Regions from separate parts of the Mus musculus genome. Here regions 2, 3 and 4 are each linked to region 1. Evidence: chromatin contacts called from public HiChIP or PLAC-seq data. All regions are on one chromosome and are shown on one strand. The core of a region is the stretch at or near the end of the contact, and the rest is flanking DNA. Distances in the headings are between cores, read along the strand shown. Region 1 has its middle 170 kb from the start of Gm41333. Region 2 overlaps Pvt1 (Pvt1 oncogene). Region 3 overlaps Pvt1 (Pvt1 oncogene). Region 4 has its middle 8.6 kb from the start of Gm30113.

Region 1 (2,700 bases), core at 172-2,671:
AAAAAGCAAAGTTCTTCATAGCAAGATGGGTAGGAAAAGCCCCTCAAACAAAGCTTAGTTGTGCTCTGCAGCTCACACTCCATGCCTTTTCCAATTTCTCATTCTTCAGTGATTTATTTAATGGGTCTTTTTTTTTTCCTGGTAAGAGGGAGTCTCTCTCAAAGTTAACTTCCTCTATAGATGTGGCTCTTCTTATAAGAAGGCAGCTACTTTTTAAAGAACTACTCTCATGTCTATATGCTTTAAAATAACAAGCTCAAAATAATCCTACTGCTAAAGAGGCACATTTTCCAGTCTATAGTCTGGCCTTGTACAGTCATACCTTCAGTCATTGTTTTCTGGGTTCCATTAGGAGTGAAATGACCTAAAGTTTGGACTTCTTGGAGCATGATGCTGAGTAATGTAAGAAGTCTGTATATGTCTACTTTCCTTACCTGTACAGTCAGGATAATGGGGGCTTTTAATTAGCTAAGCACAGTAAGCACACACGTAGAATTCTAGCACCTGGAAGATAAAGGCAAGAGGATCAGGAGTTTGAGTATCACCTCTGTTGCACAGTGAATTTGACACCAACATGTGTTATGTAAGACTCTTAAAAACATTAAAAAAGGAAAAGAAAGAAAACCAGCTAAGATTTTACTCAGTCATAGTAGTACATTCTACTACATTATGGTTTATTTTAGAACACTTACTGTCAGTAAAGACCATGCATTGGAAACCAGTTAGAGATGGGAATGTAAACATGATGAGGGTGTATGTGCTTAGATCAAGGAGATGACAAAGACTTTGTTAGTGCTCCGCCAGTACAATATAAGAATGAAAGTAGGCTTGGAAGGAGGCAGAAGACAAAAGACCTGAGAGAGGCTAGGAAGTGCTTAGGTTCATAGGTCAACAACTATAGTAATTATTACTGGGATATGATCCTTCTAGAACCTTTGTCCTTAACCTGCCAAACACTAGTCACTACTAATGAGACTGTTTATCTTCAGATAGTGAAGCTTCCTAAGGCTTAAGTCTTACTTCAATCGTGTATTTGGTACCCAGCATGACAGCACAATAGGTGATCAAATAAATTCTTTGTGACTTGATTTTAACTTGCTTCTTCTAGCAATAGTATGTTAAGTCCTAAAGCAGTGAAAACTAATGAGTGAGTTCCTTCTTTGACCTTTCAGGGGTAGAAGCAAGCATGCTAACAGGGAGGAGATATAGTCTAGACTTGCCCATTTTAACCAAGTTGCTGGGTGCTTTTTGAGCATGCACAAGTTCACTAGGACCTGTTTATTGTCCTCTAAACGGTGTGCCAAATGCTGCATTCCTCTCTGCTTTGTCATGCATCTATGATTGCTAGTCACATGGTAACTAGTGACCATGCTCTCATCTTATGCAATAGCTCCCGGTGGACTCCTGGTCAGGGGATAAATGAGGCGATGCATTCCTGAGTTATGACTGGCCTGCTGGGTCCACTTGCAGGACACCTTGCTCATCTACACCGTACCCCCTCCCCCCCAGCTTCCTTAACAGGTTTCTCATTTCTCCCCATAAAGATCATGTTTCAGGTTTTATGTTGAAACTTTGACAGCCTCCTCTCCAGAGGTGACTTCAGAAACCTGATGAGAGCCCCATTAGGTTCAAAAGAACTGCTTACAAGCAGGGGCAGAAGGGCTTGGAGGGGTAGGGGAATGAAGTCTTCCTAAGTACTGGAGGCAGGCACAAAAATGGATGCTTTGCTTTAGAAGACAGGATGTGGCTTCATCATTACCAGCTGTTGTATGTTGGCACAAGCCCCTCTTCTCCATCATGTTACTTTCTTGTTCTAGAACATGGGAATAAAACATTTCCTCTTCAGGTTGCTAGGACAATATATCCAGGTGATGATTATAAAAGAAGCCCCAATAGGAAGCTTCTATACAAAGCCCCTATATTCAGCTCGCTCAGAATAGCTCATGCAGAGCTAAGATAGAGTTAAATAGAGCAAGAGACATTTTTTGGGGGGAAATGTTGATGGAGGATGAGAAGAAATAGAAGAAGCTTATCACGCTGTGAAGGGAGTGCTATCCCTAGAGAAGGCCATGAGGAAAGCAAGAGGAGTCCATTGAGCCACAAGCCATAGAACATTATTTCTTGGGTCTCTGCTAGGCAGGTGATAAAACACAGAATAATGATTCTGGTCAGAGTCCAGCTATAAAGGGACCCTTTGGTTTTAATATATATGTAGCCCGCAGGATCTAGGTGGAAATAGCCCACGAGTGTGAGTTTCACTCTGCGTGCTAGAAGAACTCTGATGACGGAACAGCTGGGGACTATGGGGTTCCTATGTTCCAGTCCTTAGGTTTTCTGCTGAGCAGACATCTTGATATGAACCTCTCTTTTTTTTCCCCTATCACTTTCTATGACCATGTTATGCAGCTAAAGATTTCTATCATACACTTTGTTAGTGCAGGTCTGGTGTAATAAAACTCTATAAATATGTTAGCATAAACTTGAAAATGTATTATTTTACAATTTTTGAAACTTGATCTTCAAGATAAGGTGTCTATAGGATTTTTTTTTTTAATGGGTAGACAATGCCCTTCTTTTGTTTTCTTATTGTCTTTCCTCTGGTGTTTGGCATAAGAGTAGTAGTTCACTTAGATCAGGACCCAGTTGACTTTGCTCAAACTTAATTACCTCCTGAAAGTCCTTATTTCAAAACATTGTCTC
Region 2 (2,700 bases), core at 94-2,593, 360 kb before region 1:
GGAAGGAGTCCGCAGAGATGTGGGGACGGGCTCCGAAACTGAAATCCAGATAGCTGTGAGCTTGAGCGGGAATTGACAGATGTCAGTTACACATCAGTGTCTGCCTTAGATTTTACCTTGAAGTAGACTTCTCCCAGGGTCCTTGAGGTGGGAAACTCATACACAGCACACAGGAGTGATGAGGCATGAGGTCAGGTTCTCTGCTAACATGACACAGGGACCAAATATTTTGTCCTGCACCTCCAACTTTCTAAAACTCTCTGAATTTTTTTTCCCTTTGATGAAACCTCAAACAAACCTGGCTTCAATTCTGATTTTTTTGTTTGTTTGTTTTTCTTTTCCTTCCTTCCTTCCTTCCTTCCTTCCTTCCTTCCTTCCTTCCTTCCTTCCTTCCCTCCTTCCCTCCCTCCCTCCCTCCCTCCCTCCCTCCCTCCCTACCTCCCTCCCTCCCTCCCTCCCTCTTTCTTTCTTTCTTTCTTTCTTTCTTTCTTTCTTTCTTTCTTTCTTTCTTTCTTTCTTTCTTTCTTTCTTTCTTTCTTTCTTTCTGAGACAGGGTTTCTTTGTGTAGCTCTGACTGTCCTGGAACTCCCTCTGTAGAGCAGGCTGGCCTCAAACTCAAGAGATGCACCTGCCCCTGCCTCCCCAGTGCTGGGATTAAAGGCGCACACAAGCACTGTGCGGCTTCAATGCTGATTCTTCAAAGTCCATGGAGGATTGAGTTCAGCCAGAGACCTGGCTTCAGCTTTTGAAAAGAAGGTGTATGTGTTTGCACATGTATGTGTGGGCGCTGCAAAGCTGGTCTGCACGTGCGGCCTTCCAGAGAATCCCTTTCTTTGCAGCTGATTCTCTCTCCTCTTCTGTACTATATCAAGGGCTGCATCCACTGAATTGATTCCGTTGGATTTGTAGAATCTGCTCAATGTGGTAAGGGGCCACTCTGGTTCATGCAGCAGGATTGCTGTGTTTCTGACTTCCTGTCTCTCTGTGCTTGCTGCTTGTGGGGCATTTCGAAGATGTCTCATTTCTGTGAGAAGGTGTGCTCATTTCGAAGATGTCTTGTGAACTCCAGCCATTTGTTTTCCTCTCCTACACTGCCAGGGACCCCTGGCCAGACTTTCCTGCAGCCTTAGGACCCTGTGTCTTTCTGCTTTACTTCTCTGTCTGTGATAGGGTGGCACCGTGTTTTTTCCTTAGGACCCAGATTGGCATGTATTGAAGGCATACTTTGTGCAGATGGAGACTGGTAGTCTGTCCTCAGAGCAGCAGCCTAACCAGTGTGTGGCTCAGCATGAAGACATGTGAGTCAGTTTCCTCCCTAGCATTGAGCCAGTGAGAATCCACACCCAGACCTCTGCCTGCCACCCTAATGCAGCTCTTGTTTACATAGGCCAGAGGTGCCCCTTCTCATGGGTCTGCCAATCCCCAAATACGGCCACAGCCAGAAAGTGAGAGGGTGCCCCTTATATAAGGCTCTGTGTGCTGGTCCCCAGACAATGCCGTTTCCTCGCCTGGCCATGTGTGACTGCATAACACCCCTTGACTCATTTCCTCTGGAAAACTCGGCAGGGCCACTTTGCCCTGCTTCCTGCTTCTGTCACACAGATTTCCTAGGAATACCACCTCCCTGTGCTGCTTCGGGTGTCTGAGATCTGAGTGGCAGGGAAGCTGCCTGAGGGTGCCCCTGAGCCGTCACGATGGGCATTCTAGAGAAAGAGAGGAGAGATGAGCAGCCTTGGTTCAGTTACCTTGAGAATTTCAATTGAGGAAAAGACAAATGCAAATGTTTCTCCCAAGCTTTGAGCTGGAAATTCTGGACTATTGTCTTTACGAGCTCTGTAAGGTTTAAAAGTCTTTAGATGCTTCCTGAAATTATGGGGACTCCCTTCTTGGGAGGGAGAATCTATTCTTGAGGGATGTGGGGAAAGTTAAAGTGATTTTCAATTCATTTTATGTTTCAGAGACCCTATCTCGTGTCACCTAGGCTGGCCTCAAACTCACTGTGTAGTCGAGGGATAACTGTGAAATGATCCTCCCTGCTTCGTATCCTGAGAGCTGGGATTTGTGGGCCTGCAACATACAGACTGCTGGCTTCGTGATGGTGGCTTGCCAGCTGCTCCCTGGAGAAGCAGTGCTGGGGTAGGACTGACTGACAGTCACTTCTGGGGCAGGCAGGGCTGGAGTTTTGTTCTGTTTGTGCTGCTGTTGCTTCTGCATATGCTGCATATGCTGGGATCCAACTGTCCCTATTTAAATTTTCTTTTCTTCATTTAAGTCTCCCCCACCCCCTCCCCAATAAGAAGGAAGTAAGCAGGGGTGCCTATTAGCTCGTTGATTGCATGGACAGCAGCACATTCACCTGTCTTCACTGTTCTTCTACAGGTTAATTTGATGCCTATTCAGAGAGGCCAGCTAGGTGTATCTCTGTCTGTCTGTCTCTGTGTCTGTCTGTCTGTCTGTCTGTGTATGCATGTGTACACATGTCAGTCTTTTCTATTCTAGATATTCTATTCTCTATTCTAGTTATTCTATATTTCAATTTTTCTATTCTAGATATTTCTAGACAGTATCTGTTGTGTGCTGAACCCCAAGGTAGGCATTTTCATTCATTTCTCAGTATGAATTCAGCCTGCGAGTGACAGATCCTGTATTTCTTGTTGTAAAGGAGTAAATGAAGTTTCAAAGAGACAAAATGCCTTGTCT
Region 3 (2,700 bases), core at 121-2,620, 380 kb before region 1:
AATGTTTAGATAACGACAAACAACGGGGAGGGGGAAAGAGAAAACTGGGGGAATTCAGGTGGGGCTGATCAGATTGGCCCCCCTCCGTGGTGTGATGAACCAGCGATAAACGGCTTAACTGACATATCTGATGCCCTCTGCTTCCCATGTAAGACTGAGGAAAGTGGCTTAGTTTTGTTGTCTGATGAAGCCAATGCCTTCCTGATGCTTCTGTGGGCTGATGTGAACCCGGTTCTCACATATATATCAAATGGCATGGTGTCTGGGTGGACACCAACGTCCAGGATTTTACATGTTCTACTTTATTGGACATTCCCAATGTGCCAGTGTTCGATTTAATTTTCCTAGCAGTTCCAAAGGTGAAAAAGCTGTATAATCGTCATCCTGCAAGTGTTGAAATGGAAGATGGGAGGGGTCCAGTCCCCAGCTAGCACGCACTCTAAGATGGGATCCCTTCCCTGGGGCTTCTGGACACACCTTTCTCCATCATCTGCTTGCTACCCAACAAGTGTCCACGTTTAGTCCGTAGGTGGCAGGTTGCTGCTTCCTGCAGATTCAGACATCAAGGGCCCTCAGAAGACACTCTGACTACCAGCAAGAGGCTGGATACCTGAAGCCTGTGGAAGTGACAGGGCCTTTTCTGTTTATAGTCACTGCTCTCCCGCAGTCTCTGGAAGTCATAAACCTAAGCCAGCCAGTGCTCAGGAGGATGACTGGAGGCTGTGCCTTTTTGTCTGCTAGGGGACAGTGAATGCAGGTGTGACAGGCAGGGCTGGTGGAAGAGGAAGCTTGCTCCTTGCTCTCTAGTTCAGACCGTTTTTCCTGGATTCCTAGCTGATTACATGGCGCCTCCAATGATCAGATTGAGGAGAGGAAGCCAGAAAGTTCTGGCATTTTCCTACTAAATCCTCACCAGTTTAAATCAGCACCCTGTCTAGTCCCCCCCCCCCCCCACCAACCCATCCCACTTGAGACAGGGTCTCAGGTACCACAGGCTAGCCTCAAACTTAATGGACAGCAGAGAATGACTCTAAGCTTCAGCCTCTATCTCCTGGTTGCTGTGATCACAAGTTTGCACCACATAGTCTGGTTTTATTAGGTGCTATGCATCGAATCCAGTTCTTCTGGATTTTGTACTGAGTTACTTCCCAGCCCAGAAGGACTTCTTTTGAATGATCACCTCAGCGATTCTACATGTGGGGTAGCCCAAGCCGCAGTCTTACTGAGGGTGTAAACAGAAGGGGAGGGGTGTGTGTGTGTGGGGGGAGAGTGATAGCTGAAGAAAGTACACATTCCACACCCAGCCCCTTCCTGACTCTGGTTCCCTGGAACTGCAAACAAGGAGCTGATTCACATGGCTGGCTCCGGGGCCCCCCTCGCTGGAGTTGAGAACCTGTGCCTTCCACTGACGGGGAGGAAATTCCATTTCAGTTATTCCGTGCTATGAGTTGCTCGGGGCATTCTCTATCTTGATTTTTAGGGCTGCGTCATCTTTTTGGAATTCGCACCCCCCTCCCAGTTTTCTTTCTTTGGGTGATATATCGAGGTGAAAGCTTAGTACAAATCTACAGGGCACAGTCATTCTCTGGCATCTAGGGCTTCATGTTTTTCGGAGGCTGGTCTGTTAGGGGCATGGATGCAATTGCCTTCTCCATCTTCCCACATCCATTTCTTAACCCTTCATGGGACTTCCGATGGGACACTCTATTTTGGAGGGCTGCAGTGTGTTACAACTCTTGGAAAGACTCCTTGAGGTGTAGTAGAAGAGGCCACCACCGTCAGTGTCCCAGTGAAGAAGTAAGGAACGCTGTCTCAGAGGTACACCAGCCTCATCACCAAAGCTGCCATCCAGCAGACTGTTCGGCTAGTTTCCTGACTCTTCCAGCTGATCCCCGTCTCCACCTGATCTTGGTTTCACACCTGCCACAGTGTCTGTAAATCCCCTTCTGGCTTCCTTGACAGACTCAGCTGCTCTGCCTCTCAGCTCACGGCCACTGTGTCCTTTTCTTTGAGGTGTCCTGTCTCTCCCATGAGACTGAACATTTCCGGGGAGAAGTGGTAGCTTTGGATCCACTGCCTATTCAGAGCCATTTATCTGGGGTGAGTTCATGTTTGCCAAAGAACTCTCCAGAGCCCTGTTTGACACTTTTAAGTGTATATGAGTGTGTACTAGACTACACAGGCCATCTCTTCCTTTTCTTCTTCCTCTCTGCGGCTGTTTCTGATCCAGAGTACCACTGAGGGAATAAGTGGCTGCTGCCCCTGTATTCATAGGATCATTCCCAAAAGTCCTACCTCCTGCTCCTCAAATTCAATGAAAAAGCAGCCATGTAGTTATGAAGGTATTTGCAGAGATGTGTGGGTGTGGGGCATGGGATGAAGGCAGAGTGAACCTAACCTGGCCATTTGTAGCTTGTGCTCTGGTAGCATAGGAGTCTAGATTCTTTATTCTCCAAGCTAATTTAGGAGATTGGTTCAAGGACCATGGAGGAGATGCAGGCACAAACAAGTTCAATATGTGCAGGGATCTCTGTGGGGTGAGGGACAGCTGATCACTGAAGCACTCAGTAGATGCACACAGGATGGGACCTTTCACTGTAGTTCTGAGCATGGAAGACATGTTTATAATCTGCCTTTGAGATTGAAGATCGATCTAACTCGTGCTCCATAGGAAATTCAAGGCCAGCTTGGATAAATTGA
Region 4 (2,700 bases), core at 108-2,607, 460 kb after region 1:
ACAGAAGCAACTCCACCATATAAATGTAACCTCTAACCACACCATTCTTTCTACCTGGAGTAATCTGTACTTCATGGAGAGTCCACGAGAGAAACAGAAAGAGTCCTGTCTAGTCACCAGAGGATGGGCAGAATTCTTCCTTCTCTATCTACAAGAAAGTCAGGAAAGGCTTCTTATTGACTTTGAAGCAAAGAAAACACTGAAGTGGTAGATTTTGTTATTGTTTCCATATATACATAGACACACACACACACACATATACACATATGAGAATATATATATGTGTGTGTGTGTGTGTGTGTGTGTGTGTGCAGTTGTTTCCATATGTGTGCATGTGTCTGTGTATGTATACATGCATATACAAGGCAAATGTTGTATTTAATAGCAATTTATTCTTTTTGTTCTTTTTAAAAAGAAAACACATGTTCTTTTTTTTTTTAAGATTAATTGTATTTATATGACTACATTGTACCTGTCTTCAGACACACCAGAAGAGGGCATTGGATCCCATTACATTGTTTGTGAGCCACCATGTGGTTGCTGGGAATAGAACTCAGGACCTTTGGAAGAGCAGTTAGTGCTCTTAACTGCTGAGCCACCTCCTCAGCCTAGCCATTTATTCGTAAGCAAACAACTCACCATATTTGAATCTCAATTGCTTAGACATCAAATGAGGATGCATTGCTCAGGCTCCTGAGAATACATAACATAAATTGTTTTTAAAGCATTAAGTCTGATTGAACCCAAAGGCTTAACAAATGGCAATTCATTTTATTTTGCATATGAAGTGTTTGCCCTTGACTGAAGGAGATATATTTAAGTGAGCTCAACTGTTAAGTGGATTATTTCCTGTATTTTAAAGCCTCTTTAGTGTGGTCAAGATTGAGCTGGACACTAAGAATGTCTGTTCATGTTTGCCTTTTGGGACTTGGTAGTCTGAAAGGATATGGCCCCAGCTTCATACAGGATATGTTTGAAACAAATGGAAAACTGTATAATACAAAAATGCATTCCTTTAGGTTTATGGAACAGTGAAGTCAAATGAAGCAGAGGACATCTGAGGAAACTTTAGGGAGATGAAATCCACTGCCTACACAGAAGAGTGAGCTGGATGTCCATAGGTGGGAAGATGAAGAACAATGTGTATTTTTCATCAGATTTTTTCATTAAATGAAAAATTACTAGCAAAATAGCATTGTCTCACTTCCCATGTGGCTAAAGTCTTATTCATATTCTTATAAAAGAAAGCTGAAGTTTCCTGAGTGCTTCAAAAAGATAGCCGTATGCTACACCGCTTTTTTATGAATCAGCCGTTTCCAAACATGACTACATTACGTGTCTTTTAAAGACTTCTGCTATCACTCTCTGAAACCCCGGGAAAAGAATCTCTGTGGTTTTACATTCCTTTGCATTTACTCTAGAGGAAAACACACCATGAAAATTTCCATATGTTCATCTTCCCCTGTACATATTTATGTGAACAGTTTCCTTTTTAACAACTTTCAAAACATATGCTCTTTCCCAAGTTATTTCCCCTAAAAGTAATTCAGTGATGGCATGATTCATGGATTATGGGAACCATGAAAAGTTACTGAACCAGGTGTGACATTTGGACTCGTTAAAAGTCACTGTACCAGAACACATCAAATGGCAAGATTTGCCCCCCACCTTTGGGTGCTCACATCATTCCACTTTAGTCTGTGATGAAGCTGTTACAATTGAAGCAGGCTGCTAGTTTAAACAAGAGATCATCACGATAGTCATTTGTCATATAACATCCCTCAAAATGCTAAAGCTTGGCGTCTGAGTGAAAACGGATGGGAGACAGACAATAAATACAAATACTGAGAGTAGTAGATCATAATTTCCTACACTCAGCCCTGATTTCTACTGAATTGAAGTAAATAACACATGCATAGTTTAAGTTGTAAATATCCAGCCAAAGAATTTCCTAAAGATAAACCTCTGTTAATAACACCTCTTACTCTACAGCCAATTCCAGTTTTGAAATTAATATACACATTTGGTTAGTAGTTTGGATAATATTGAAGATCCATTTTATACTATTGCCATGATCTAGATCTGGCCTGAATATTTTCCAGAGATTCACGTAGCGAAGTTGGACTGCTATGGAAATTATAATAGATCGGGACTTCAGGTAGTTATTAAATCACTTCTTAAGGGATACCTGTTAGTCTCATATGGTGATTTCTCATAATTGCAAGTTGGGATAAAATCTTCACTCCTACATATGATCCGTTTTACACATACTCAATGTCCCTTTCAGAGTCTTCTTTATGTTGTGAAAAAAATCAATGTGCCCCTCACCAAAGCCCAGACAAATAAGGTAGATTGGTTATCTTAAACTTTTACCTCTGAAACCATAAATCAAATAAAATTACTTCATTTAGATTGAACTTACCAGAAGCATTGAACTTCTGGTATATTTTGTTATAGCAGCAGATACTTGACTAAATTGGGAACCATTAGTACAGTGTGTGGTTGTTGGAATAAAAATATTTAACAATACAGAAAAGGCTTTGGAACTAGAGAAGCAGGGCACAAACAACAAGCTGGAAGTGGTCTGTTCCATGGTATATGAGAGGCATTCTGAGGGATTCTGGTGATGGCTCAGAATAAAGGGTATATGGAAAGACCTAGATATTTTCCAAGATGATGAGGTCTCAGAGAGAAATGAGG

Evidence for each region. HiChIP or PLAC-seq counts read pairs in DNA pulled down with a chosen protein or histone mark.
Region 2: a FOXA1 HiChIP or PLAC-seq map of pancreatic cancer cells shows a contact between it and region 1. The contact joins two enhancer-like sites. A contact is called at or near these places in 1 of 484 Hi-C or Micro-C datasets (embryonic fibroblasts) and 1 of 115 datasets of contacts at active chromatin or transcription factors (pancreatic cancer cells).
Region 3: a contact with region 1 is called in a FOXA1 HiChIP or PLAC-seq map of pancreatic cancer cells. The contact joins two enhancer-like sites. A contact is called at or near these places in 1 of 484 Hi-C or Micro-C datasets (nephron progenitors) and 1 of 115 datasets of contacts at active chromatin or transcription factors (pancreatic cancer cells).
Region 4: a contact with region 1 is called in a CTCF HiChIP or PLAC-seq map of the NIH/3T3 cell line, with 5 read pairs. The contact joins two enhancer-like sites. A contact is called at or near these places in 1 of 15 datasets of contacts at CTCF or cohesin (the NIH/3T3 cell line) and 1 of 484 Hi-C or Micro-C datasets (uterus).

The regions. Positions count from the first base shown.
Region 1 is chr15:62,499,785-62,502,484 of GRCm38.p6, forward strand. No RefSeq gene overlaps it. Among named protein-coding and RNA genes, the nearest start is that of Gm41333, 170 kb to the right of the region's middle. Within about 2 kb of position 1,422, at least 61 of the 459 cell types and tissues checked have an H3K27ac peak or open chromatin away from gene starts, as enhancers often do. A contact at or near this core is called in the NIH/3T3 cell line, embryonic fibroblasts and pancreatic cancer cells, where this site is marked.
Region 2 is chr15:62,137,933-62,140,632 of GRCm38.p6, forward strand. The region is part of intron 1 of Pvt1 (Pvt1 oncogene); the gene reads left to right. Among named protein-coding and RNA genes, the nearest start is that of Pvt1, 100 kb to the left of the region's middle. Within about 2 kb of position 1,344, at least 73 of the 459 cell types and tissues checked have an H3K27ac peak or open chromatin away from gene starts, as enhancers often do. A contact at or near this core is called in embryonic fibroblasts and pancreatic cancer cells, where this site is marked.
Region 3 is chr15:62,117,816-62,120,515 of GRCm38.p6, forward strand. All of the region lies in intron 1 of Pvt1 (Pvt1 oncogene), which reads left to right. Among named protein-coding and RNA genes, the nearest start is that of Pvt1, 81 kb to the left of the region's middle. Within about 2 kb of position 1,371, at least 64 of the 459 cell types and tissues checked have an H3K27ac peak or open chromatin away from gene starts, as enhancers often do. A contact at or near this core is called in pancreatic cancer cells, where this site is marked.
Region 4 is chr15:62,961,509-62,964,208 of GRCm38.p6, forward strand. No RefSeq gene overlaps it. Among named protein-coding and RNA genes, the nearest start is that of Gm30113, 8.6 kb to the left of the region's middle. Within about 2 kb of position 1,358, at least 11 of the 459 cell types and tissues checked have an H3K27ac peak or open chromatin away from gene starts, as enhancers often do. A contact at or near this core is called in the NIH/3T3 cell line, where this site is marked.